4 separate regions of the Mus musculus genome follow, and all the other regions are linked to region 1. A link is a contact called in public HiChIP or PLAC-seq data. All regions are on one chromosome and are shown on one strand. The core of a region is the stretch at or near the end of the contact, and the rest is flanking DNA. Distances in the headings are between cores, read along the strand shown. Region 1 overlaps Liph (lipase, member H). Region 2 holds the start of Ehhadh (enoyl-Coenzyme A, hydratase/3-hydroxyacyl Coenzyme A dehydrogenase). Region 3 overlaps 1300002E11Rik (RIKEN cDNA 1300002E11 gene). Region 4 overlaps Igf2bp2 (insulin-like growth factor 2 mRNA binding protein 2).

Region 1 (6,303 bases), core at 1,781-4,280:
CTGTGACTCTCCCCAGCTTCCCCTCATACGACTCGCCAACAAATCCAGCTATGTGGGCTCCTAGACTTACTCCAATCATGTAAATGTTGTCCAGAGAAGCTCCTTTGACCTAGAAGTTCATTAATAAATTGTAAGAGTTCAAGAAATTGACCACACTTGCTGAGATTTCCTGCTTACTTGGAGGGATTTTCCCAAGTGCTTTATATCTGTTCTCACTTGGGCTATCTTGTGTGTGGGTGGATATGCATGCACATCTATACATTTATTAGTAGAGGTCAGAGGTCAAAGAGTCAGGTGTCAGGCTGGAGGGATAGCTCAGTGGCTAGGAACACTTGTTGCTCTTGCAGAGGAGCCAGGTCCGATTCTCCACAACCACTTAGCAGCTCACAACTGTATGTAATTCAGTTCCAGGGGCTCCAATGACACCTTCTAACTTTTGTAGGCACCAACACATGCGTGGTGCACACATATACATGCAGGCAAAATACTCGTATACATTAAAAAAAGAAGAAAGAAACCTTTCTTTTTAAGTTAGATGTCTCCCTCAATTCCTCTCCACCTCATTTTTTTTGAGGCAGGGTCTCTCACCAAGCCTGGAGTTAGCTGATTTGGTTAGACTAGCCAACAAGCGCTAGGGAGTCCACTGTCTCTGCTTTCCTGGGTCAGGGATTACAGGAATGCACTGTTTACTGCTGTGCCCAGAGTTTTCATTAGGTTCTGGGGGTTGAAATCAGGTCTTTTTGCTTGTACACCAAGTGTTTATCAACTGAGTCAACTCCTAAGCCCCTACTGTCTCATTTGAATGTCGAAAGAGGGCTGGAGAGGTAGCTTGCCTCCTATATTATAAGCCTTAGGATCAATCCCACCATGGAAGAAAATGAGGGGAAGTTGCAGCCTCCGGCAATGTCAATACAACTCCTTTAATATACAAATAAGGACATTGAAGCCCAGAGTTGAGGTCATCTGACCCAGTGGGGAGGGTACAGAGCAGGATTCAAACCAACCTGCTAGCCCCAAATTTGTGTCTTTTAGTGTCTCCACTCCTGACACTTCCTGCTGGAAGCCAAACAGAGACATGTTTACGGCTTCCAGATAGGGGAAGAGATGGTAAAACACTTTGATGAGCTCCTAATGGAGTCACTGTCCCAGGGAAGAAAAGGTGAGGGAAGGTAGACCTCACTGACCACAGGCTGCAGGCAGCTCTCTCTGAGCCACCAAATGTCAGCCTGCTTGCTGGGGAGCTCACAAAAAAACTCATGTCACCACCAGCTACAGTGGTCACCACATGGGGATCTCTTTGAAATTGCTCTTACTTCATGTGATATTGGTTTGGTTTGGTTAAGACACAGCCTCTCGTTGTAGACCTGGCTATTCTAGAACTTGCTCTTGAAAGGAAATAAAACTTGAGACATGTTATTCATGTAATTTATGTCAAATAGCCCAAAGAGTTGTTTGTGAGCTTTGAAACCTGGGGCTAAGAACATAGCAGAACAGGCCAGGACATGCCTGGGCAGGCCTGTCGTTACATGTCCTGACTGGCCTAGTGCCTCCCTATCTCCCGCCCTTCTGACAGTCTGTTGATGTTTAAATGGACCAATCATGTAAAACCGCGCCAATTCCTCCCCCAGCCCCACCCCTTTTCTATAAAAGTCCCTAGCTTCCAAGCCTCGGGGTCGAAACCACTGTCTCCTGTGTGAGATACGTTTCGAACCGGAGCTCCGCCATTTTGGCTCCACCATGTGGTCGACACCTCTGTCTCCTGCGGGAGATACATGTTGGCCCGGAGCTCCGTCATTAAACTACCTCATGCTTTTACATCAAGATGGTCATCTGTTCGTGATTCTTGGGTGCGCGCTGAATCGAGAATTCGGGAATTGAGTGTGGGTTTCCCCACTAGGTTCTTTCACTCTGTAGACCAGACTGGTATTGAACTCAGAGATCTGCCTGCTTCTGCCTGCTTCTGCCTCCTGAGCCCTGTGATTAAAAACTTGTGCCACCACACCCTGGCTCATGTCACATCTTTGTTATGTTAAAGTCGGTGGGGCACAGCTCTTGAGAACAGTCTCTAAATAAAAGCTAAGGTCCTGCCTTGGGAGGCTTTCTAAAAACATTGACTGTCCCGTTTCACTGTGGTTGGCAATAATCTGGACATTAATAGCTTGGTCTTTTAGCTGAACAAGCTACAGACGTTGAAGGAGGTCCAGGCGTTTAAGCTAACAACTCTAAGCAGAGCCCCTCCTACTCAAAGACACCCACCCTCATGGTAGTAACAAAATGATGCTCCTTTCACAAGGCTTTTTGTCACTAGCTACAGAAGATTATGCAGGACTTAAGATCTAAAACATTTAAAACGAGAACATTGCTCCATACCCCTTTGCTGTGGGGATGGACAACCTGCAGGGCCACACCCTCTTCCCTGGGTTTATTCGGATTCGCACAAGGTTACAAAATGTTAAAAAGTAGCCACCCCCCACCCCCTCCCCACTCCCATCCAACCAAGTGATACCTCTTGGTTTTAAGCTTCCAAACCAGCCACCAAGGTCATCTCAGACAAGTCTTTCTTACCAACATCTGGTCAATAAATTCCTTCAAAATAGAAGCTACTTGTCTGGTCTTGCTAGACGCATGGGGGTATATCACAGTTGTCGCTCCTCGATTCCAATCAACAACCACTACATTCATCTCTTGTACACTGATCAAACTCTGTACCAGCTCCTCTATCCAAACCGGAGGGGAGCCTGTTGGCCGGAAACCGTGGATTATAAAAGTGGTTTTCTTGGTCACATTTAAGCTCCCCAGAGCTGTGGAGTTGATGATCTGTGCACAGGTCTGGTCTCTCTGTGTGTAGAGCATCAGTCTCACGGAGAGTCCTGTACCAACCACCGCGCTGTGGAAGCTCAGTCTGGTGAAGGACGGGCATGTTTCATCCGTGTCTGGAAATGAGAATTAGACGGCATCATGCAGTGCCTCCTAAGCAAGACAGTGCTGTGATCCCCTCCTTGATGCTCTTACAGTCCTCTTTACACCGCCTCCCCACAGCGCCTCCCCACAGCGCCTCCCCCACAGCGCCTCCCCACAGCGCCTCCCCCACAGCGCCTCCCCAGAGCCTGGAGCTAGTTCAGTGATGGTGAAAAAGTCATACTTAATCCAGTATTTTTTTTTTAAAGAAGATTTATTTATTTTATTTTAACATATGTGAGTACACTGTAGCTGTCTTAAGTCACTCCAGAAGAGGGCGTCAGATCTTGTTATGGATGGTTGTGAGCCACCATATGGTTGCTGGGATTTTGCTCTTAACCGCTGAGCCATCTCACCAGCCCAATCCAGTATTTCTAAGTAGTGATTCCTGGTTTGTCTGGACATCTTTCCCCAGACTCCTTCAAGCTCAAAAGCAGAAGTTAGCTCAATGGAGCTTCTACAACCCTCCCAGCCTTAAGTACATCCTCATTAGCCCGCTCCCTCAGAATCTGTGAGTGCCTCACTTACAGCACACTGAAATCATCTTTCAGGGATCTATTCTGGGTACTGGGTATGGGTGTGTCTACCCTGTGAGACCCCATTCTCCTTGAATGGTAATTTCTAGGCTGTGTATCCTTGGAGAGACAGAACACAGCCAGAGAGTCGGCAAAGGAGTCTCCATGGTCTCTGTGTAGAGCCCTCTCCTGGGAGGATGGTCAGAGGGTGGTCTGCCCTGCCCTGAGCATCTGAAAACGCAGACCATATCAGCTGGTGCTGAGCCCCTTTTCTTCTAGGCTCCTCAAGCTCTCCTTTCGAGCCTTCACCCTGCAGAACAGTCTTGGAAGAAAGGAGGACTCACGGAAGGGACAGCACAAATGTAGAAAGAAGGTCTTCTTGTTTCAAAGGCCCACACTTGGCCTGATCCTCCCCCCCACACACACACACACACACACACTTCTCCCCCAATCTCTCTGCCTACAGATCAGGATGTAGCTCTCAACTTCTCCAACACCATGCCTGCTATGCCTGCCCTCATGCTCCGCGTCATGATGATAATGGACAAACCTCTGAAACTGTAAGCCAGCCCCAATTGAACACTTTCCTGTATAGGAGTTGCTGTCCTGGTGTCTCTTCACAGCAACAGAACAATGACTAAGAGAGTCATAAAAGGGAAAATACCAATTCTTAGAAAATCTAACTAAATATAACTAAACATTTAAAGGTAAAGGGCCAAACAAATGATTCAGAAAATATAAACAGCTAACTGACGATGAAATCTGTGTGCCAAAAATGTTAAGAATAAATCAGTCTAGGGCTGCAGAGTGGGTGCACTGGTTGAGCACAGGCTCAAGGCCAAGGAACCAATGGGTAAATCTGCACAGAGGTTTGCTTCTGCTCTGTGTGCTCTCCTAGTCTTGTAGCTTTTTCAGTTATTTCCAAGTAAACTTAAAAGGAAAGGACAAGGCAGAGACCCACCAGTAATAGACAGAGGAGGAGATGGGCTGTCAATCTGACCTCAAAAAGCAAAATTGGGTGGATTGTGATGGCACATGCCTTTAACCCCAGCATTCAGGAAGCAGAGGCAGGTGGATCTCTGTGAGTTCAAGGTCAGCCTGGGCTGCATAGTAAAACCCTGTCTCAAAAAAAAAAGGGGGGGGGCCTGGCGAGATGGCTCAGTGGTTAAGAGCACCGACTGCTCTTCTGAAGGTCCTGAGTTCAAATCCCAGCAACCACATGGTGGCTCACAACCATCCGTAACAAAAAATCTGGAGTATCTGAGGACAGCTACAGTGTACTTATATATAATAAATAAATAAACAAAAACACCAAAAAAAAAAAAAAAGGACGAAGAGGAGGAAGAAGAGGAGAAGGAGGAGGCCACCGCATCAGCAGCAAAAGCAAGGAAAGCAAACTGGCAGGAGATGCAGCTTAGTGGTAAAGCATGGCTAGTGTGAATGACCCTGAGTTCAATCCCTTGTAGAAAAAAAAGAAGAACGAGGAAGAAATGAATGGGAAGGGGAGAGGAGAGGAGGGGGAGGAGCAGGGGGAGGGAAGGGAAGACAGGAATAAGGAGCAAAAGGAGGCAGATGCTTGCTCAAGGCTTCGGTTCAAAGGGCAATGGAGGAGAGTTGGAGACAAACAAAAGCTCAAGTTGCAAGATGATAGAAGTGAGAGCTGGAGTGACGGCTTGGTGGTTAAGGGCACCCAAGTGGCAGCTCACAACTGCCTGGAACTCCAGTTCTAAAGGTTCTGCCATAGGCAGGAGACCCACACACAGTACACATACATATATACACACAGCAACATTCATGCACATTTAAAAAAAAAATGTGGAGGCTAGAGAGATGGCTCCGTGGTTAAAAGCACTCACAGACTGTTACAGAGGACACAGGCTCAGTTCCCAGCACCCACATGTGTTATATTAACCACCTGTGACTAGCTCCAGGAGATTTGAAACCCTCTCCTCACCTCTATTGGCTACTGCATGCATATGGTGAACACACATACACTGAGGAATACAACAAAAATATAAAATCAAATTTAAAGAAAAGGAAAATATATGTGGATGTATGTTAAGATGCAAGAGTTAAATGAAGAGTTTTGAGGCCCTTGGTTTTGGACCTTTGGACCTTTGCAATATTACAGAGGCTTTAGGGAGCTCCTCAGAGATGGAACACACATGCACAGGGCCCTGCATCCAACTCCAGCCACCGAGAGAGAAAAGGCAAAAATGGCAAATACGGGTGACAATTCTAGTTTCCAGACACAACATAACGATCAAGAATTGCAATATTTTAAAAAAGATCTATTTATTTATTATATGTAAGTGCACTGTAGCTGTCTTCAGACACACCAGAGGAGGGAGTCAGATCTCGTTACGGATGGTTGTGAGCCACCATGTGGTTGCTGGGATTTGAACTTAGGACCTTCGGAAGAGCAGTCGAGTGCTCTTACCCACTGAGCCATGTCACCAGCCCAAGAATTGCATTATTTTAAATAGAAATATTTGAAAGCCACTCTGTATGCCACCATCCCACACTTGGCTTCACTTAGGGAGAACAGCTCTGTAGAAAGTGAAGCGCAGCCCCAACACCAAGCTGGGGAGCATCCCCTAGGGTGATGTTAATGCTAGGGAGAAGTTAAGGGGACAGGGATGGAACAGAAGGGGAAGGACATTAACTTCCGACAGGTCCCCCAAAGGCAGGGAACCTTGGGACACACCTATTCTGACTTCTCTCAATGGAAACTTAAGAACCTAACTATCTAGAGACATCTGGGTACTTTTGGTCATGGCATGAATCACAATAATAGTAAAGTCATACACAATGTTCTGGGCCCTGCATC
Region 2 (6,303 bases), core at 2,795-5,294, 200 kb before region 1:
TAAAGTACTTGCCACAAAAGCAGCAAGACTGGAGACCAGAACTATATAAATGGTGGGTGGGTGTGGTGGCCAGGAGACAGGGACCCTTGGGGCAAGCTAGCTAGCTAACTTGACTAGCCGCATTGGTGAGCTCTGAGTTCAACTGCAAGACTCAGCCTCGAGCGAAGGTTTACAAGGTCAACCACTGCCTTGTACACAGCACGCAGGTGTAAGTGTACCCTCACACACATGTAAGTCTGAACGTGCGTGCATGTATAGCACACCTAGATAAAGATTTAAAAAACAAAACAAAAGAAAACCAACCAACCAGACAAACAAACAAGCAAGCAAACAAACAAACAAAAACTCAAGATACCATTTTGTGAGCACTGGCCTAAACCCCTCAGCTTCTTTGACCATGGCAGGATTTTCCTACTGATTTTTTGTGGGGGGTGGGGTTGTTACTTAAACCAAAGCTTCTCAAATCAAACTAGTGACCTACAGCCAGCTTTGTTGTTGTTGTTCTTGTTGTTATTTTAAATAAAGAAACAAAAAACGAGAATATTCTAAAATCTATTGCATGTAAGGATTGGCTGGGTTTCAGGAAATCCTGTTTTCAGTGCTACATGTTGTATGCATGTGTGCATCTTCAAATTTTATGTATTTAAATTAAATTTAAGGTTTTTGTTTTAACTAAGTAGATTATAGTTATCAAAAAAAATGTTGAAAACCATTGCTCTGTGAGATAGTAGTTAGGAAGAAACTGAACCTTCCCAGAATGGAGAAAAACATGATTGCCCTCTCTAACAAGGAAGGGTTTTAATTGTTGGGAAAAGAGAGTTAGACAATTTACAATACCTCATTCATGTAGAAAGAGATAGGTTCCTGCATAAAATTAGAAAGAGGGGAAAGAAGGTGGGAAGATGGGAGAGAGGGAGGGAGGGAGGGAGAAAAGCAAATAATAATAATAATAATAATAATAATAATAATAATAAGGTAGAAAACAAGTATGCTAAGCTGTTAAAGTTGGTGAACAATTTACCTAAAATTAAAGTTCAGAGGAAAACATGGGAACATGTAGGGTCTAAGAGAAAAAAAGATCTCCACGAGGCTGAAGCAAATACTGAGCAAGGGGACTACTGCAGGGGACTGACCACAGGCTACTCAGAGATACAAGGAGGTCCTAAAAGTGTGGAGTCATTTACAATACAATCTCCATTGCATTTACCTTAAGATTTCTCCTGATTGGGGAGGGACATAGCAGGCTAAATGCTAGGAACACACCAGAGAGTACCAGCAGGAGTGGTTGTGAGACTGTGGGACATTTCCCTCCTGACCTCTTGATGGACATAGTACTCAGGATCAGAGAGTTCAGTAGAATCCCTCTATCAAGTAATCCTATCAGTACATGAGCGCCCCACGTGGATACGGAGCCATATTGCTTATGCTTTCTTTGTGAGATCACGTGCTGTAGCCACTTCCTGGTTTCTGGGCTGAGATCAAGAGTGAGACTGGCATGATCAATAATTTGCTTCTGCCCTGCCCAAAGTAGCCAGTAATTTTTGCACATTATGTATTAATCAATGCCATCCTTCATATTAACATAAGTACAGTATTAAGTCAAGTGTGGTGGCACATACCTTTAATTCCAGTGATTGGGAGACAGAGGATAGTGGCTCTCTGCAAGTTCAAGGCCAGCCTAGTTCACATAGCTAGTCCAGGTCAGCCAGAACTACAAAGACGCTGTTACAAAACAAACAAACACAAACCCAAAACAACAACAACAAAAACCTCTCTTGGGGGCTGGTGAGATGGCTCAGTGGGTAAGAGCACCCAACTGCTCTTCCGAAGGTCAGGAGTTCAAATCCCAGCAACCACATGGTGGCTCACAACCATCTGTAACGAGATCTGACTGGAGTGTCTGAGGACAGCTACAGTGTACTTACATATAATAAATAAATAAATAAATCTTAAAAAAAAAACTCTCTCTTTTTTTTTTTTTTAGCCTCCATGAGTACCAGGGCATGTGATACACAGATATACTCTCAGGTAAAAGACCCATACACATAAAATAATAATAATAATTAAGTTTAAAAAATAAAATCTAATAACAGTGTGGTTTTAAATCTCAGTTAAAATGAACATGTCTCCTCTTTTCTGTTGTTTGTTTGTTTGCTTGCTTTTAAGATTTTTTTTTTTTTTTTGAGACAGGGTCTGAATAGATCAACAGTTCCTTCTGCCGCAGTCTCCTGAATGCTTCGATTCCAGGTGTGTGCCACCCCGGCATCTGTTTGGTTTTGCTCCAGCAGCTGGTGGTGGGAATTTTCAAATGGCCTATGTTTACTTTATTTATTCTGCTACTGTGCTGCTAGTTCCTTGGGATTGACGCATTCCCTCCCGAAGGGGCTAAGACTGGGGACGCTAAAGAGACTGACAGGGCACTGAAAGCTAAACACATCTACTGATGTTTAAGACGCCCCAGGAAGCTCAGAAACCTGTAAGTTTCATAAGATCCGTCTCCAAAGTTACAGGAGAGAAGCAATTGTGAGGAGGGGGCTCCTCACGAGTTGGGGTGGGCTTTCCAGGGGTTCCGTTGTTTCAGAAGCAACTATACTCTTGTAACTGACCTCAGTAAAGTCACTAATCTACCGAGCTAGACGTGGGTGGAATCCTTTACTTGGCCGGTCACAGATGCCCTCTCTCGGGTGAACGGTTAGTTGTTCTCATCCATTGTACAGGACTATTCTCCCAGCCAAACTGCTGCAAGTTTGGCTTGAGCCTGTTTGCCAAAGATCGCCAATGCTGGGCTTGTTGGTGGTAGACTTTCATAGAAGGACTGGACCAGAACACTCTGATTATCCAGCCACCCCTCTTTGCCCTAATTGTACCCTTGGGTCTCTAGGAAGGACTAGAGGATATAGGTAGGGAAGGATTAGGGGAGGGAGTTCTTTATTTATTTTTTTTTTCTTTAGTTTTTCGAGACAGGGTTCCTCTGTGTAGCCTTGGCTGTCCTGGAACTCACTTTGTAGACCAGGTTGGCCTCTAACTCAGAAGTGCTGCCTCCCGAGTGCTGGGATTAAAGGCGTGCGCCACCACGCTCGGCTGGGGAAGGGGTTCTTAACTGCCACGGGGAGTCATGATCTTTGCTGGGGAGGGCTGATTCCAATGTGGCAGTTCTAAAGTCACTCATGCTCCTGTCCCCGCCCTCCCCTCCCCCAACCTGCCCCCAGCGCACCACCCTGTTCTGAAAGTAAGCCTAAATCCATTGCATTGGTCCCCTGCAGAGTGAACAGGGCTGGAACTGTACCTAGGTTTGTCCTTTAGACTGTAAGGTCTCACCTGAGAAAAGGGTTTTAGCAAGGTCTCACCAGTGAAAATTATACAGTATCTGTCACAATCCTGTCCACCACTTCTGCAATGTATGGGTGACTCCTCCTGAGGCTAATATAGAATTATACTCTATTCGCCGGTGATATGGAGTGAACAGGGTAAATGAATATCATTTTTTCAAGAAGACAGATCTCATTTATAATAGTAATGTGCTAAGTGCATTGCACAGGAGGGCACTGCAGGTGGTGTAAATGAAACTTCAGCTTTTCAGAAAATACTATCCAGTAGGCCTCCTCTGACAGGGAGAGTTGACACTCAAGGCACTAAACTCTGCTTTTCTACGAGTCAGCTAACTATAGCTTTTGGCATCACAGAGACGCTGGGGTTGCAAGCCGGCAGTAAGGTTGCAGGAAGGGGTTCAAGCAGACACTTGCTGCATCAACCTCACCTTTGTAAGTTCCTGATTCGCCAGAACCAAACGTGGGCCTCGCAGTGAGGTCAACAGCTGACAGAAGGAAGGCCGGAGCCAGCTGCTCATTGGCCCGCCCTTCCAGCTGAGACAAGCCCCCTCCTAGACCCGCCACACCCCACTGTCCGGGCGGTGTTACCTGATGGCATTGACCGGTGGATTGCAGAGGCGGATCATAGCCAGGGAGTGGGGCAGCCTCAGATACTCAGCCATTTTCTCAAGGTATCCTGCGCCTCTGATGTCTGGGGCAGCCCGGGGCTCCTTTTCTGGGCCGCCCTGAGAGGAGGGGCGTGCTCTGAGCCAATGGGAGCCGCTGCTACCGCCTCCTGCCCCTTGCACTTCGTGCTCCCTGGGGCGGGCTGCGCTCCAAGGAGCGCGATCTTCCTATGCTTCCAAAGGGAATGTCCACAGGCAAGCCAAACTGCTGGGTCACACCACCAACGTCAATCACATGTTCACAAAACAGCCATTTACCAGGGCACGAAGCCCCGGCCTTCTCTAGTTCTGTCCCTCCTAAAGGCTGGGATTTTTCACAGTTCATCCAGGAACTGCACACATATTATGGGCTGGACGTAGGCTGCAGCCTGACAATAAACCATGCCTTGTCTCTTCCCTCTAAAACAGCCTGGGGCACGGTCCTTCCAGCTGCGCATGGCTCCTCTTGGTTGCCAAAGTCCACCAAGTGGACAGAAGACAGTGTGCAGGTTGACAAGTAAAACCGTACTTGTAAATCTTCACTGATGTTTCACAAGTTTTAACAATGTCTAAATATTATTTCTAGGAATGTTACTTCTAGGTATGGTGTCTAGGAGAAATCAGTCCCAGCATCCTAGGAACCTGAGCAGGTAGAGTTCAAGGTTTAATAGCACTGAGTGGCCTTATTACACCCCACCCCCTTGGAGCAAGGATCGATAATAAGCCCTCTTTGGAGTCATCTCAAGACACTTTATAATCTCCATCTGTAGGACTCGGTCACTGGCCATTAGGTTTGCACTTTTATTTTAATTGAGCACGGAACTTTCTGTGGTGTCTCCCACAGTGGGTTCTTGGTGAAGGCTTTAATATAAATCCATTAAATGGCTTGGATGTTTACAGTTGGCACCTCGGTGGGAGCAGAACCAGCGAAAGGCAAGTAAGGCATTTAGGGAACAAAGTTCAAAGGGCAGTTCCAATCAGGTTCTGCCAGTGCTCCTCAACAGCAAAGCCTCCTATCACTTAGTCCCTCTGTAAGTGGCAGAGGAATAGGGATACAGCTAGGTGGCAGCACAGTGGGTTCTCTTTTCCTAATGGTACAGAATTGTCTACAAGCATGGGTTCCAAAGTTGCTGAGTTCATGGATGCCAATTAAGCAGGTTCTACCGTGTTGCTGTGTGTAGATAGTCTTTTGATCTTCCATATCCTTCTATTTTACTTATTTTGTCTTACAAATGTAACCATACTTTTGGCTACGTTCCTGGATTACCTACTATCTTTCTCCACCCCAATCCCTTCCAACCCCACAACACTAGGTCAGTCAGAAAGAGAGTTAGAGGGAAAGGGGGCGTAGATCTGTTTAGACTACTTTCTGCTGATTAAGGGCATCAAGTTCCTTAGGGGCAAGTCCAGTCTTTGTCTTCAGGATATCCAATTTCTTCTTCTCATCTTTGCTCACAGCAACAGGAACCAGCAGCAGCAGCAGTGGTGGAGGCAGCAGCGGCAGCAGCAGCAGGGGGGCAGCAGCCTCCACAGCTTCTGGGTCTCTGGCATTTTTATACCCTTTCAAGAGTCCACAGAATTCCAAATGTAAACTAATTTTTTTTTTTTTTTGGCAGAATCACACCCCTGCCAGAGCATGAGACGAATCATAGTCAGCTGCTGTGAGAGCAACCCCATATTCCACACCTGGGACTAAAACAAAACATATTCACACACCATAACTGTTTTCAAAAAAGAAACAAAATTCTTACTACATACACAGTGCTACTTCATAGGATATCACTGTCTTAGGCAAGCACCTCACTCTTTCACTGTAGCAACTGTGTCATCTTACATCCTATGTTCACAGGGTATCTCAGGTTTGTTAATGCTTCAAAAAAAATCACTATAAGCCCTGAAACCACTACAGTGCCCAGAGGGTAAATGCTGAACTCTGTCACAAATACTGAGTTTTTGCCTGCTGGACCATGCAGGTCTCTAACTACTCGAAGAACAGGGTTGGCTATCTCTTACCATCTCCAGATCCTTATCCACTGAAAAGCTCAATCTGTTTTCTATCAGACAAGGATTCCTTGGTATAGTTTAAATTCAGTCTCATTGAAAGGAAGGAAAATATTCATGAGTCACTACTGACCATTATCATTTTAACTTTGCATTATGTAAGTTTTCAAGCGTGCACCAAAAGTAATAATATAATAAAACAACAATAACAGTATGTGGCCATTTTGATCATTGTTATCATCTTGTGTTTTACAGTAAGTCCGATCACAAAACCATAGTGTTTTGGCATTGGCTCTGCTGAACACGGTGTTATGGTACTACAGTGGTTC
Region 3 (6,303 bases), core at 1,177-3,676, 180 kb before region 1:
AAATTCCCTCTTTTAGGTCTAGCCTGTACCTTACTCTGTTGTCAGATTTCCTGAGCCTCTGTAAAAGCCCCTCGCTTGGTTCTCTATATTTACTCTCCTTCCCTTCTCTCATCTCGCTGCATTCAGAGGAATCTTCTTTTTGATCCTCTGCTTTAAGTCCTTGATGTTTTATTGCCTCAGGCCGCTAAGCAACAGCAGCAGTGTCCCCTATCCCACGTTTCCCCCTTGTGTCTCTGACGGTTTCAATGAGAAACGACCCTCATTGAAACCGTTTAGGACGTGCAGTCCTGCTGGGGGAAGTTTGTCACTGGGGGAAGCATTTGAGAGCTTAAGGCTCCGTCCTACTTCAAGTTTGCTCTCAGCTTGGACTAGTGGTTGAGATGAGAGATGCTAGCTTCTTTTTTCCTGCCTCTGCTGCCATGCCCTTCCATAATGGACTCTTAGCCCTTTGGAAATGTAAGCCCAAATAAACTCTTTCTTTTTTAAGTTGCTTTTAGTTGTGGTGTTTTATCATAGCAACAGAAAAGTATCTAACATAGCATCCTAGCCCTGTTTATTGAACTCATTCTACCAATCTTTGTCCAAATAGTTTTTCCTCCTTTTGTGTGTGTGTGTTTTGTTTTGTTTTTGTTTTTCAAGATAGGGTTTCACCGTATAGTCTTGGCTGTCCTGTAACTCGCTCTGTAGACCAGGCTGGCCTTGAACTCATAGAGATCTGCCTGCCTCTACGACCTAAGTACTAGGATCAAAGGCATATGATACTGCCACCTCTGGCAAATATTATTTCTTAAAAGAAGCCTTCTCCCACACTTCAGACGAGACGTCTCTCTGCCATTGTTTCCCCAGTCTCCCCCCCCCCCCCCCCCCGCAGAGTACATCATTTGCTTACTTTCTTGTGTGTTGATTGTACCTACCCCAGCAGACTGGTCATGATGGAACCAAACACTGGCACGTGTTTTATTTGCTACTATATGCCCAAGGCTGGGCAATGCCTAGAAGGTAGTAGAGATTAAGTAAGCTTTTATTAACCAGGTCTTCCTGTGTCTACTAGTTGTTATCTAGTTACTTTAACTTCTTTTAAATACCCTGAGTAATAGCTCTTTCTGTATATAAACCTTAAACCTTATCATAGTTTCTCAGGGCCTTACCTGATTGGTCACTACTGTCCCTCAGGTTTTTGTAGTTCATTTTCTAACAGACTACTTGAGATGGCTAATGTTGATAGCCAACTTGGTAGCATCTAGAACCTCTTAGGAAACACATGTCAGGGATCATCTTGGTGATCTTATTTGAAGTAGGGGGACCCCCCTGTGGGCATCTCCATTCCATAGGCTTGCATCCTGAACTTCATGAAAGAAGGCAGCAGGCAGAGGGCCACCATTATCATCCTGTTCCTCCTGACTGTGGACACAGTGTGACCAGCTGCTTCAGGCTCCTGATACCATGATTACCTTGGCACAGTGGACTGCACTCTGGAACTGTGAGCCAAAATAAACTCCTCCCTTAAGTTGCTTTTATTATCACAGCGGTAGGAAGAGTAACTAAGAAAATTGATACCAGGAAGTGAGGCCTTTTATAGATAAGCTTGAACATATTGCTCCTAGGCCTTTGAAACTAGTTTGTGGGAAGAATTGGGGAGGAGTTTAGAACTTCAGACAAGAAAAAACCCTTGCATATTTTAGGCAGAAGGTAATGGGTCATTATTCTGGGAACTTTGGAGAGGGGAACAAGAGAAATGCAGACAGTGAAGTCCTGAGGTTTCAGAGGAAAACGAGAGGACTCAGTCATGAACTGGGCAGGGGCAATTCATGTGACCTTTCAGCAGAGAGTCTGGCTTCATTGTGCCCATGCCCTGGCAACTTAGTCAAGTAGAATTTAAAGGGAGTAGATCAATTTGTTTGGCAGAAAAAAATCTCAAGACAGGGTTGCAACCAGGCTGGTGCTGGGTCTTGCGCGCGCTCAACTGGCCAGGAAGAACGACGTGCAACAGGATCCTTCTGCACACGTTTATTCAGTCCTGTTTCTTCTTTCTCTATATCTCCCTTGTTTATATCTCCCCCGAACCCTGGGCCTCTCACTCTTTTATACTCTCAGTTCCCATCCACGCACAGCAGGCCACGCCACCTCACCAGGCACGCAGCTTCAGCTAATCAGGGCAGCAGGGGCATATCTCCATCAAAATGGATTCACCGGTATCCGGTACACCTGCGCAGCTCTCAAGATGTTTGTGGCTTATATGAGGAAGTCAGGTGCAAGTCATACGACTTAGCTGCAGTCCCTGGCGCCTTTGGGACTGCCGCCACACCCGCTCCTCACAGCTGGGGAAACAGTTGTATTGTTAAAGAGATCAGTCACTGAAGAGAAATCTGAGTTGCACCTGACAATAGAAAAGGCCCTGAAGGCAAACCTCACCCACCAGACTCCAACTTATCAGGATACAAAGTCAGTCAGAGGAAGTCTGAACTGAATGGGTTCTTGATTCCTTGGGAGCAATGGCCTAGAAGAGTCCCTTGGGGTCAGCTCAGAGAAGCTGGTAGATCTATGGTCCAGGGAGCCAGGACATGTCTGGAGTTAGCAGGACTTGGCGTTGTTGTCTACCTGGTACAGGTTTTGAAATCAGTGAAAGATGCAAGATTGAAGAGGTGGTGGATTCTTGCTCCACAGTTTCAGAGAGCAGCCGAGGCCAGGTAGTGTGGCAAGGTCATAGTCCCACAAAGGGCCTGAGAGGCTACTGCCTGAAGCTGTGAATGTTGATGTCAGACCCATGGGACATCTGACAGGGAAAGCAGCGTCCATGGAGTGAAGCTACTCAAGGGAGAAGTTGAGTGTGCCTAAGTGGTACGTCCGGAGGGATGGGGATCCCGTCACCCCAATGGCAGACTTGGTACTGCAAGCTTGATGTCTTCTCTGTTGGGTTTTAGGCTTGCTTTGGGCATGATTATTCTCTCCTATGCCTTCATTTCTCCCTTTTGGAATAGGAATGGTCACTCATGTCATTTTATTTTGGAACTATGTAACTTGTTTTTTTTATTTTCTAGGCACTCACAGTTAAGAGATTACCTCAAATCTGAAATAAGGCTTTGGACTTGTGAACAGTATTGGAATTGTTGAAGAATATGGGGACTTTTGAAGTTGTCCTGGACATATGTTTGCATTATAAGATGACAATGAAGGCTGCCAGGAAAACTCAGAAAGTATTGTATTACCTTTTGACTTGAGTTCAATCCCCAAAGCCAAAGTGTGGAAGGAGAGAGCTGATTCCTGCAACTTCTTCTGACTTCTATAGCACTCACATATATCGGGCACATGCATGAGTATGCACACACACACACACACACACACACAGATCGAAAATAGTTGTAATAAAAAAAATTAAACAGATGGTCATGAAATTCTGGAAAGATGGGTTGAAAGGTCCATGGCTTCAAATTATTGTGTTTGGATGTCAAGTTTTAAAGGATGGAGTTGTGGTTAGTGTTGATTGTTAACTTTATAGCATCTAGAACTTTCTAAGAAACAAGCCTCTGGCACACAGAGATCATCTTGATATGGTTATCTGAGATAGGAAGAGCCTGCTATGGGTGGCTCCATTCCTTAGGCTTGCACCCTGGACTTAATGAAAGGAGGACGCAGACAGAGAGCCAGCATTTCCCGTCCTGTTCTTCCTGTCTGGACGCGGTGTGACCGATCGGCCACTGTGGTGCTCCTGATGCCTTGACTGCCTTGGTACGGGAACTGTGAGCCAACATAGACTCCTTCCTTAAGTTGCTTTTCTCAGGGTGTTTATCCCAGCAACAGATCAAGCAAGTAGGACACTGGCTGTCTTAGTCAGGGTTTCTATTCCTGCACAGACATCATGACCAAGAAGCAAGTTGGGGAGGAAAGGGTTTATTTGGCTTACACTTCCATACTGCTGTTCATCGCCAAGGAAGTCAGGTCTGGAACTCAAGCAGGTCAGGAAGCAGGAGCTGATGCAGAGGCCATGGAGGGATGTTCTTTACTGGCTTGCTTCCCCTGGCTTGCTCAGCCTGCTCTCTTATAGAACCAAGACTACCAGCCCAGAGATGGCACCACCCACAAGCTCCTTTCTCTGTGATAACTCCAGCTGTGTCAAGTTGACACACAAGCAGCCCGTACACTGCCCCAGGCACACCTTTCTCTAGAAAGGCCAGAGATTTCTCCTGAAGCTTTAGGAGCTCTGTGTGAGATTCGTTACATGTCCCGCGATCTGCTCTCAGATGACTGCAGTAACCACTCAGCTTCCGGCCTCCGGGTCTGTGAGTGGGGCTCTCTCCAGCCGTCTTACTTTAGCTGCATGGCATCTTCGTCCCCTATGTCTTCTCTGCTCCCTATGTGTTCATCTCAGAGTGACATCCTCTTCACTAGTATTTCTCCAGGAATGAAGTGTGACGCCAGAGACACTCAGAACGTGTTTATTAAAGGTGTGTATTTAGCCTGCACTAAGAGGTGTGTATAGATCCATGACCCAAACTGAGCTTCTTATATTTAAAAATTACTTTAAAGAGTGCATTTAATTAATATTCTGCTTTGTTCTGAAACACTTGAAATAGCTATAGTACTATATGTACCGCACTATCCTGTAGTAACTATAGTGTTGGGAAGACATATGCAGACAAAACAAAGAGTGTAGTAGTCATTTTAAACTGGGTAATGTTTATAGGCAGGAGGTCCTACACACTGACAATGGGCAGGTTGTACATTGGAGTCTTTGAAAGTTATCTTGCTCAGATACGACTGCACTGGAGTCACGAATCTTGTTCTGTGGAACCCTAAAAGCCTGTTTGCCTAGAAGGAAGCTTGACATTGCTATTCTAGAAAAAAACCTGACAATGGGCCTGCTCATTGTCAACAGCTTGCTCACTCAGAGGTGGCAGTCACCAGAACCAGCCACTGCTGATGTTAATGTCTAAACATTCCCAGAGTTGATGCAAACTTGGTGACTGGATAGTTTTGAAAGTCATTTGTCAAAGATATTAGCCAGCATGTGGATCACTCCAGGTCCTCCTGTTCCAGCCACGAGGAAAGCAAGAGTACAGGAGTTGTGCCTGCCTGCTGCCTGCCTGCCTGCCTGCTTGCCTGCTTGCCTGCCTGCCTGCCTGCCTGCTTGCCTGCTTGCCTGCCTGCCTGCCTGCCTGCCTGCCTGCCTGCCTGCCTGCCTGCCTGCCTGCCTGCTGCCTGCCTGCTGCCTGCCTGCCTGCCTGCCTGCCTGCTGCTTGCCTGCTTGCCTGCTTGCCTGCTTGCCTGCTTGCCTGCCTGCCTGCTTGCCTGCCTGCCTGCCTGCCTGCCTGCTGCTTGCCTGCTTGCCTGCTTGCCTGCTTGCCTGCTTGCCTGCCTGCCTGCCTGCCTGCCTGCCTGCCTGCCTGCCTGCCTGCCTGCCGCCTGCCTGCCTGCCTGCTTGCCTGCCTGCTTGCCTGCCTGCCTGCCTGCCTGCTGCTTGCCTGCCTTTCGAGGAGGGTCCTTGGCAACTTATGTGTAGGTTCATACATGTTAGAAAGCAAACTGGGAAGGAGGATGAGAGAAAGAAGTAAATTGGGTCTCCAGAACTCTTTCACTAATTCAGATTCAGAACGATCTTGTGAGTGTAGAGCTCCACAGGCCATCACTTGTGCAGCACATGTCTGTCTGTCCACCGTAAGTGCACTTTCCCAATACTCCTTTGTCCTTTTTGCCATTTTCAGCTGAGTGTGATAAGGGTGGGAGCCAGAGATAGTGAGGGACAAAGAGAATTGCAGACTATATTTCCTAGACAATGCTGGTGTTTCTAGGAAAAGACGGTACTGTTTAGCTGAGTGGTATTGATGTGCAATGTGTTGTGATGTTTTCTTTTTTACCTTGCACTTTCCTGTCTTTGACATGGAGATAATTGAACCTTTTGACATCAGGTTTTCTGTACTGCGTCATTTTTCAGACTTGAAAGAGAACTGAGAACAGGGTTTTTAGAGTAATGAGAGAAGAAATAGGGAAATGTCCATAGTCCAAGGTTATAACCCGTCTCAGGGAACAGACATAAGTTGGTAAGATGTGAACATCATAAAATTATTAAATCATTGAAATGATTATCACACATAAGGAAACTTGGCCAAAAGCAAAATCAATACGGTATGTTGCCAATAGTCTGTAGGAAACAGTTTTAAAAGGTGTTAGTTGAGATTATCCAACTATTTGACAACTTTCTATTCAGTGTTTCAAGAGATGAAATCATTTGATTTTGATATTTGATGACTAATAAGAGAGCCTGAGGCTGGGAAGATGTACCCGTATAAGAATGACACAAAGAATATC
Region 4 (6,303 bases), core at 1,846-4,345, 160 kb after region 1:
AATTCCTTAACCAGAAACCGTTCTTTTGGCTTTCTGAGATGTCCCACTATTTAGCACAGGCTGGTCTCCACAAGCTGTAATTGCCCTGCCTCAGCCTCTTCTTACAAGTGCTGGGATTAGAGGTATGAAGTCAGCCACCGTGTCTGGTAAAAACAGTGGTTTCCCCCACTTACACTTTATTTACTTTATATGTGTGCATGCGCCACAATTCAGGTATAAAGTCAGAGGAACAATATGGTTCTCATCCTCTACCATGTGGGGCCAGGGGCTGGAACTCAGGTTCAGGTTATCAGCATGATTTCAAATGCCAGTCGCCTACTAAACCATCTCATTGGCCCAGAGGAAGGAAGCTAGCCTAAGCCCTAATTCTAGGTCTGTCAGCAGCCAGCTTTGTGGGCAACCCATCTGACATTTGTTTTCTCTCTCACCAAGTACAAGCACACACACCTGCTGGGCTCTAGTCTTCCAGCTCTGTTAGTCTGTGACAAATCCCCTTGCCTATACACATGCACAGAGGTCATTTGAGTGCGTCCTAGATGGTACAGTGAGAGGCAGTAACTTCCCCAGCCCTTACAACCTTTCGGGCAAGGCAGGTAGGTGTCATAAGGCAGGCAGGTATCGCGAGCACACACACACACACACACTCTCTCTCTCTCTCTCTCTCTCTCTCTCTCTCTCTCACACACACACACACACACACACACACGATATGTGTAATCTTTAAATACTAAGAAAAAAAAAAGCCTAAAGAAGACACTTCACATCAACCCAACCTCTGGCCTCCACACACACTCATGTCACACACACTTTCCAGAAACCCCTTGTTCTTCCTGTCTCTAGCAGCCACTGCTGGATCCCCCACCCAGAAGTAAACTGTGGAGAAGCCATTCTTCCAGACCTCCTGAGACAGTCTGAGAAGCCCAGGCTCTCCAAATCTTTCCTATCCAAATTCTCCAAGCACAGTATATTAAACACTAGACTCAGAATCTGTTGCTGAGATGACCCACATTTTTTCCCTCACTGCTGAGACCTCTGTGTGTGTGTGTGTGTGTGGGGGGGGGGGGTGTTCTGAGGGGTGGTGCAACATTCATATTGTAAATTACTGCAGATGCCTACAATTACTGTGGCGTTTACTTCATCACATGTTCCAGGCCCACTCTATGATTTACTCTATGTTGGAGCCTTAATAAGGAAGTTAGCACTGAAATGTGACCCTGTGACTATGGGGAAATACCACTGCTTTACAATACCTGTATAATTCATTCTCTCTCTCTCTCTCTACCTCTCTCTCTCTCTGTGTCTCTCTCTCTCTGTCTCTCTCTCTCTCTCTCCCTTCCTCCTTCCCTCCCTCCCTTCCTCCCAGGCACACCTGCATCCCAGCATACATATGGAAATCAGGGACAACCTCAGGTGTCAGCCCTAGCTTTCCACCTTGAGCCCGGCCAGGTTCTCTGTTGTCTTCCCACTCTGTACACCACAGTAGAAGCCAGCAAATTCCCATAAAGTCTCCTGTCTCTGCCTCCCATCTGCCTCCCAGGAGCACTGGGGTTACAGCTCCCAGTAGGCATCTGACTATCTGTGTGGATTCTGGGTTTAATCTCAGGTCCTCAGGCCTTTAAGACAAATGTGTTTACCCACTGAGCAATCTCTCTACCCCTGCTTTGGGGCTGGGGACATGGCTCACTAAATAAAAGTGTGAGGAGCTGAGTTCCAATCCATCACCCCACATAAAAGCTGGGCAGGGCAACCTCAGTTGTACCCTCAGATCCCCAGAGTTTGCTGGCCAGCCATTCTATCCTGCTAGATCACTGAGCACCAGGTTTCCTGAGAAAGCCTGTCTCAAAAAATGAGGGAAGGAAGCAACAGAGGAAGACACCCAACGTTGACCCCTCACCTCTGTACACTCACACACAAGGGGGGGGGGGGGTGTCTCTGTGTGTGTGTGCACGCACGAGCACTCCCAGATATATACCCACATACACTTAACTATTTCTAAGATTCCTATGTTTCTGTTAGTACTTTGCCTACAGAGATGTCTGTGCACTACGTTCATGCCTGGTGCCCAGAAGCGGGTGTGAAATCCCCTATAGCTGGAGTTTCAGATAGTCATGAGATTCCATGTGAGTCCTGGGAACCAAACTGGGTCCTTGGTAACCACTGAGCCATCACTCCAGTCCCCACCCCAAGCTACTTTTCTAGGGTGCTTTCTCTTGGGGTATGTTTATAGTGTGATATTATGCCTGCTCAGCAAGACCCAACTAAACAAACAACTTTAAGCTTTTCTTTACTAAACTTTCAGGAGGTGGACACTTCAGAGGACAACTGGAAGTGTGTTCTAAACTTCTGGCCACCCATATCAGTACTGGCTGTTACCTACACAAAGCTGTGCCAGAGCCCAGCCCCCCAAGATCAGGTGGGCTAAGGTCACTCCCTACATACTTAGGATGTCCGTCCAGATGCACTTATACGCCATCAGCAGCTCTGATTCAGTATACTCTTTGCATTTATATTTTCCACCCCAACTCCAACTTTACAATTCTAAGGAATCCCCCGCCGCCGCCTAGTACAGATGTGCCTGGCCCACAGGCCACACTGAGAACCTTCAACTCAGCCTTCTCTGTTTAAAGAGCATCATTGTTATCCTAATTTACCTCCTTAAAAGATTAACCTACACCCCTGGAGCTCCTGGGGACTGGGCCACCAAGCAAAGAGGTTCCATGGAGGGACCCTTGGCTCCAGCTGCATTTGTGGCAGAGGATGGCCTTGTTGGACATCAGTGAGAGGAATGGCCCTTGGGCCTGAGGGTGTTCGATGTCCCAGTGTAGGGGAATGCCAAGGCAGGAAGACGGGAGTGGGTGGGTGGGTGGGTGAGCACCCTCATAGAGGCAGGGGGAGGAGGAATGGGATAGGGAGTTTCTGAAAGGGAGACCTGGAAAGGTGAAAACATTTGAAATGTAAATAAAGGAAATATCCAATAAAAAAATTAACCTACACTTTGGAAAGGCGTGCTAAGGTTTCAGATTGGTTTTCAGCAGTGTTGGCAGAGAAATGGGGTTTTCCCTGTGTGGTGATTGATGCAAGCCTGCAATCCCAGCAATGGGGAAGTAGAGGCTTGAGTTCAAGGTTCTTCTCTGAAACTATACAGAAAAGTCAAGGCTAGCCTGGGCTACAAGAGACTAAAACTGAACAAAAGCATTTTCTGCTTACCTGTCAATTTAAAAGGGTAACAGCTTTATTAGAGTATACTTTTCCCTAAGAATGGTACCAAAATTAAACTGTAATAAAGCAGATACAATGTATTTCCATCCTTGGGGATCCCCGCCCACAGCCAGTCTTGAGGAACACACACCATGAGTGCCTCATTCCTTCCTGCTCGGGCTGTAAACAGACACATAGGCCTATGACTGAGAGCATAACTGAGATCTGGAGAGAGCCACTCAGGGCCAGAAGACACTTGATGTAGGACAAGACCTTTTAGATGGGCGTTCAAGGAGACTATGGGGCTGAAGGGAGCTGCCAATTTCCCTGCGTTCACAACGACTTTTACAATGCCTCTGCAATTTACTGCCTGCCCCACGAGCTGACTGGACCTTGTCCCCAGCCATTTCGGGAATGATCATGCTAATGATGCATGCTAGTTTGAATTCTAGGCTGACAGGCTCTCTGTTTTTCCTACCTTTGGACTTTCCAGTACTAATCCAATGCTTCCCATTCAGAAATCCCTTGCTGAAGGTTTGGCAGTAAATGATGAAGAGGATGTATGTGGGAAACAGGAACTGCATCCTGGGGGTATCCACAGGTTTTGAGTATCTTTTGTTCTGAACAGTGTCCCATCCCAGCCTTAACGGGCTACAGGCATTTAGAAGCGTTCCAGAGGGGGAGTTCTGTTCCCCAGTGGTGTAGCCTCTGCAAGCTGCACAAGAGACTACCAAACACAGTGGAGCACACACAGAGACGTGAAAACAGGAGGGGGCCCAGTGGGGATGAATGGGTTATTTCAACACAATACAACATCACCATGAGGTAGAGAAGCCCCTTTATTCCCACCAGCAGACTAAAGCACCAGCCACAATGTTTGAGTCTCTAAAAGAAATGACCTGGCTGAGACTCGATGCCTAGAATGAAACTGTTTCCCAAGGAAAGCACTCATAAATACCTCTGTGGTGGTTTGAATGAAAAAGGCCCCCATAGACACCTATGCTTCAATACTTGGTCTCCAGTTGGTAGAACTGTTTGGGAAGGATTAAGCTGCTAGGGCTTGCTGAAGGAGGCGTGCCACTGGTTTCAAACAACTCCTACCATCCCCAGTGAGCTCTCTGCGTGCTGTGTGTGGTTTGAGATGTGAGCAATCAGCTATTCCTGTTGTGATGTCTTTGATCCACCACCATGGACTCCCAACGCTCTGAAACCACAAGCCCAAGTAAATATTCTTTCATAAATTGCCTTGGTCATAATGTTTTTAATCATAGCAACAACAACAAAAAAAGCAACTAATACAACCTCTCCATTAGAGCTCAAATAACTTTAGATGTTAACTGGTATAACGCTTGCTCTAGCAAGCTGATGTGGAGGATACAGACTAAGATTTCAAGCCCTGCAAGCCTCTCTTGCCATAAGGTCATCTTAGTCCCATGAATGCAAACCTTTAGACTCAATCTCACAGAGTGGGGCTGGTGGCTCATACTTGACACCCCAGCACTCAGGAGCCTGAGGCAGGACACCGACACAATGAGAAAATCAATATCCCACCATCACAAAGAAGGCACTTTAAACCACACCAGAGAACAAGCTAACTAAACACATTTCCAGAGCATTTGTACAGCACTCACACCAGAAACACGTCATATTTTTACTCAAAGAGAAAGCGTGGTAGGAGTTTAACACAGCCAAGTCTGACAAACACCCGGGCTGGAGTATGTCATTGAAAGTAGTGTTTTAATGCATCTGAACAGGAATTATCACTGCCTTCCTTTTCAACTAGTTTCAACTGACGATGCAAACTGTATAAGTGAACCGTATCCATCCAACTCAGGGAAACCTAACTTTCTTGAATTGCTTATGTTTTCAGAGTGGTGGTTCAGATATTTGTGCTGAAGGACACATGGGAAATGGAACCTACTTCCTGTGGCTCCTAGGAGCTGGGAACACAAACTGAGGCTCAAGTATTAGCTGGTCCTAACGCAAAGGCATTTCTCAAAGTCCACACTTAGGTTACTTCACAGAGGGCCACCTTGTACAAGTCTAAGTGTAGTGGTGAGTGCTTGTAACTCCCGGGCTAGAGAGTAAAGCAAACTGCTTTCCGGAGGCTCAGTGGCCACCAGTCCAGCCCTCTCAGAGCTGCAGACCAGAAGAGACTATCTTCCATCCAAGGTTGCCCTCCTACTTACAGTTGCAGGCACAAACATATGCAGGCATTCAGACTAACATGTGACAAGCCCTATCTCAAAAGGCAAAATGCACAGCTCTTGAGGAATGACATCCAAGGCTGACCTCTGGTCTTGATCACGCACACACATAGTCAACATTTTAAACTGTAGAGGAATCAGCAAACTACTCAGATCACAGGCCAGAAGCCGGGCCTGATGATGCAGAGATTTGATGCCAGCACTTAGCAGCAGAGGCAGGAGGATCTACAAGCCTCAAGGCCAGGTTGGTTGGTCTAGATAGTGAACTCCTGTCCAGTCTCAAACAAGGAGAGAAGGGAGTAAGAAGAACGATTGGGAATATACACTGGTTCAGTGGAATACGTAAACTTTGCAGAAAATTTAGCATTGCATTTTTTAAAATAAATTTTAAAAAGTACCTTTCTTTCTGAAGTAGATAACACTAAAGGGACTAGGATTCTAAGACCCACTCTACACACAATGGAAAGGACCAGGGCTGAAGACCGTTCAGTAGTTAAAAGCAATCATTTCTCTCTTAGGGGACAGAGGCTTGGTTCCCAGAACCCACATGAGGTTGTCATGAATTCTCATTAACTCCAGGTCCAGAGGACCTGACATACACACAGGCACGCGCGCGCACACACACACACACACACACACACACACACACACAGGCTCCCAGAGATACTTGGAGCACCTGATACACAAAAACTCACATGTGTACACATATATACATACATGTGCTGGCCAGTTTTATGCCAACTTAACATACTCTAAAGTCATATGAGAGGAGGGAGCCTCAGTTGAGAAAATCCTCTGTAAGATCAGGTCATAGACAAATCTGTAGGACCTTTTCCTAATTAGTGATTGATGGGGTAGGGACCAGACCATTGTGGATGGTACCAACCTGGGTTGGTGG

What was found. HiChIP or PLAC-seq counts read pairs in DNA pulled down with a chosen protein or histone mark.
Region 2: an H3K27ac HiChIP or PLAC-seq map of embryonic stem cells shows a contact between it and region 1, with 14 read pairs. The contact joins the promoter of Ehhadh here to the enhancer-like site in region 1. A contact is called at or near these places in 11 of 39 promoter capture datasets (the 3T3-L1 cell line, 3T3-L1-derived adipocytes, the HPC-7 cell line and 7 more), 10 of 115 datasets of contacts at active chromatin or transcription factors (bone marrow-derived macrophages, embryonic midbrain, embryonic stem cells and 3 more) and 5 of 9 other capture datasets (adipose tissue, embryonic stem cells, liver and 2 more).
Region 3: an H3K27ac HiChIP or PLAC-seq map of embryonic stem cells shows a contact between it and region 1, with 21 read pairs. The contact joins two enhancer-like sites. A contact is called at or near these places in 3 of 39 promoter capture datasets (the SN4741 cell line and embryonic stem cells), 1 of 484 Hi-C or Micro-C datasets (embryonic stem cells), 9 of 115 datasets of contacts at active chromatin or transcription factors (bone marrow-derived macrophages, embryonic stem cells, epiblast stem cells and 2 more) and 5 of 9 other capture datasets (adipose tissue, embryonic stem cells, liver and 2 more).
Region 4: a contact with region 1 is called in an H3K27ac HiChIP or PLAC-seq map of embryonic stem cells, with 7 read pairs. The contact joins two enhancer-like sites. A contact is called at or near these places in 1 of 39 promoter capture datasets (the 3T3-L1 cell line), 2 of 115 datasets of contacts at active chromatin or transcription factors (both in embryonic stem cells) and 2 of 9 other capture datasets (adipose tissue and liver).

Annotation. Positions count from the first base shown.
Region 1 is chr16:21,981,336-21,987,638 of GRCm38.p6, forward strand. Liph (lipase, member H) reads right to left here. Exons shown (of 10, transcript NM_001083894.1): 2 at 2,566-2,933; 3 at 1-109. Among named protein-coding and RNA genes, the nearest start is that of Liph, 11 kb to the right of the region's middle. Within about 2 kb of position 3,031, at least 13 of the 459 cell types and tissues checked have an H3K27ac peak or open chromatin away from gene starts, as enhancers often do. A contact at or near this core is called in embryonic stem cells, where this site is marked.
Region 2 is chr16:21,783,790-21,790,092 of GRCm38.p6, forward strand. Ehhadh (enoyl-Coenzyme A, hydratase/3-hydroxyacyl Coenzyme A dehydrogenase) reads right to left here and starts at 4,045. Exons shown (of 7, transcript NM_023737.3): 1 at 3,918-4,045. The coding sequence starts at 3,991.
Region 3 is chr16:21,805,640-21,811,942 of GRCm38.p6, forward strand. 1300002E11Rik (RIKEN cDNA 1300002E11 gene) reads left to right here. Exons shown (of 3, transcript NR_037958.1): 3 at 3,039-3,401. Among named protein-coding and RNA genes, the nearest start is that of 1300002E11Rik, 14 kb to the left of the region's middle. Within about 2 kb of position 2,427, at least 12 of the 459 cell types and tissues checked have an H3K27ac peak or open chromatin away from gene starts, as enhancers often do. A contact at or near this core is called in embryonic stem cells, where this site is marked.
Region 4 is chr16:22,137,501-22,143,803 of GRCm38.p6, forward strand. All of the region lies in intron 2 of Igf2bp2 (insulin-like growth factor 2 mRNA binding protein 2), which reads right to left. Among named protein-coding and RNA genes, the nearest start is that of Igf2bp2, 23 kb to the right of the region's middle. Within about 2 kb of position 3,096, at least 18 of the 459 cell types and tissues checked have an H3K27ac peak or open chromatin away from gene starts, as enhancers often do. A contact at or near this core is called in embryonic stem cells, where this site is marked.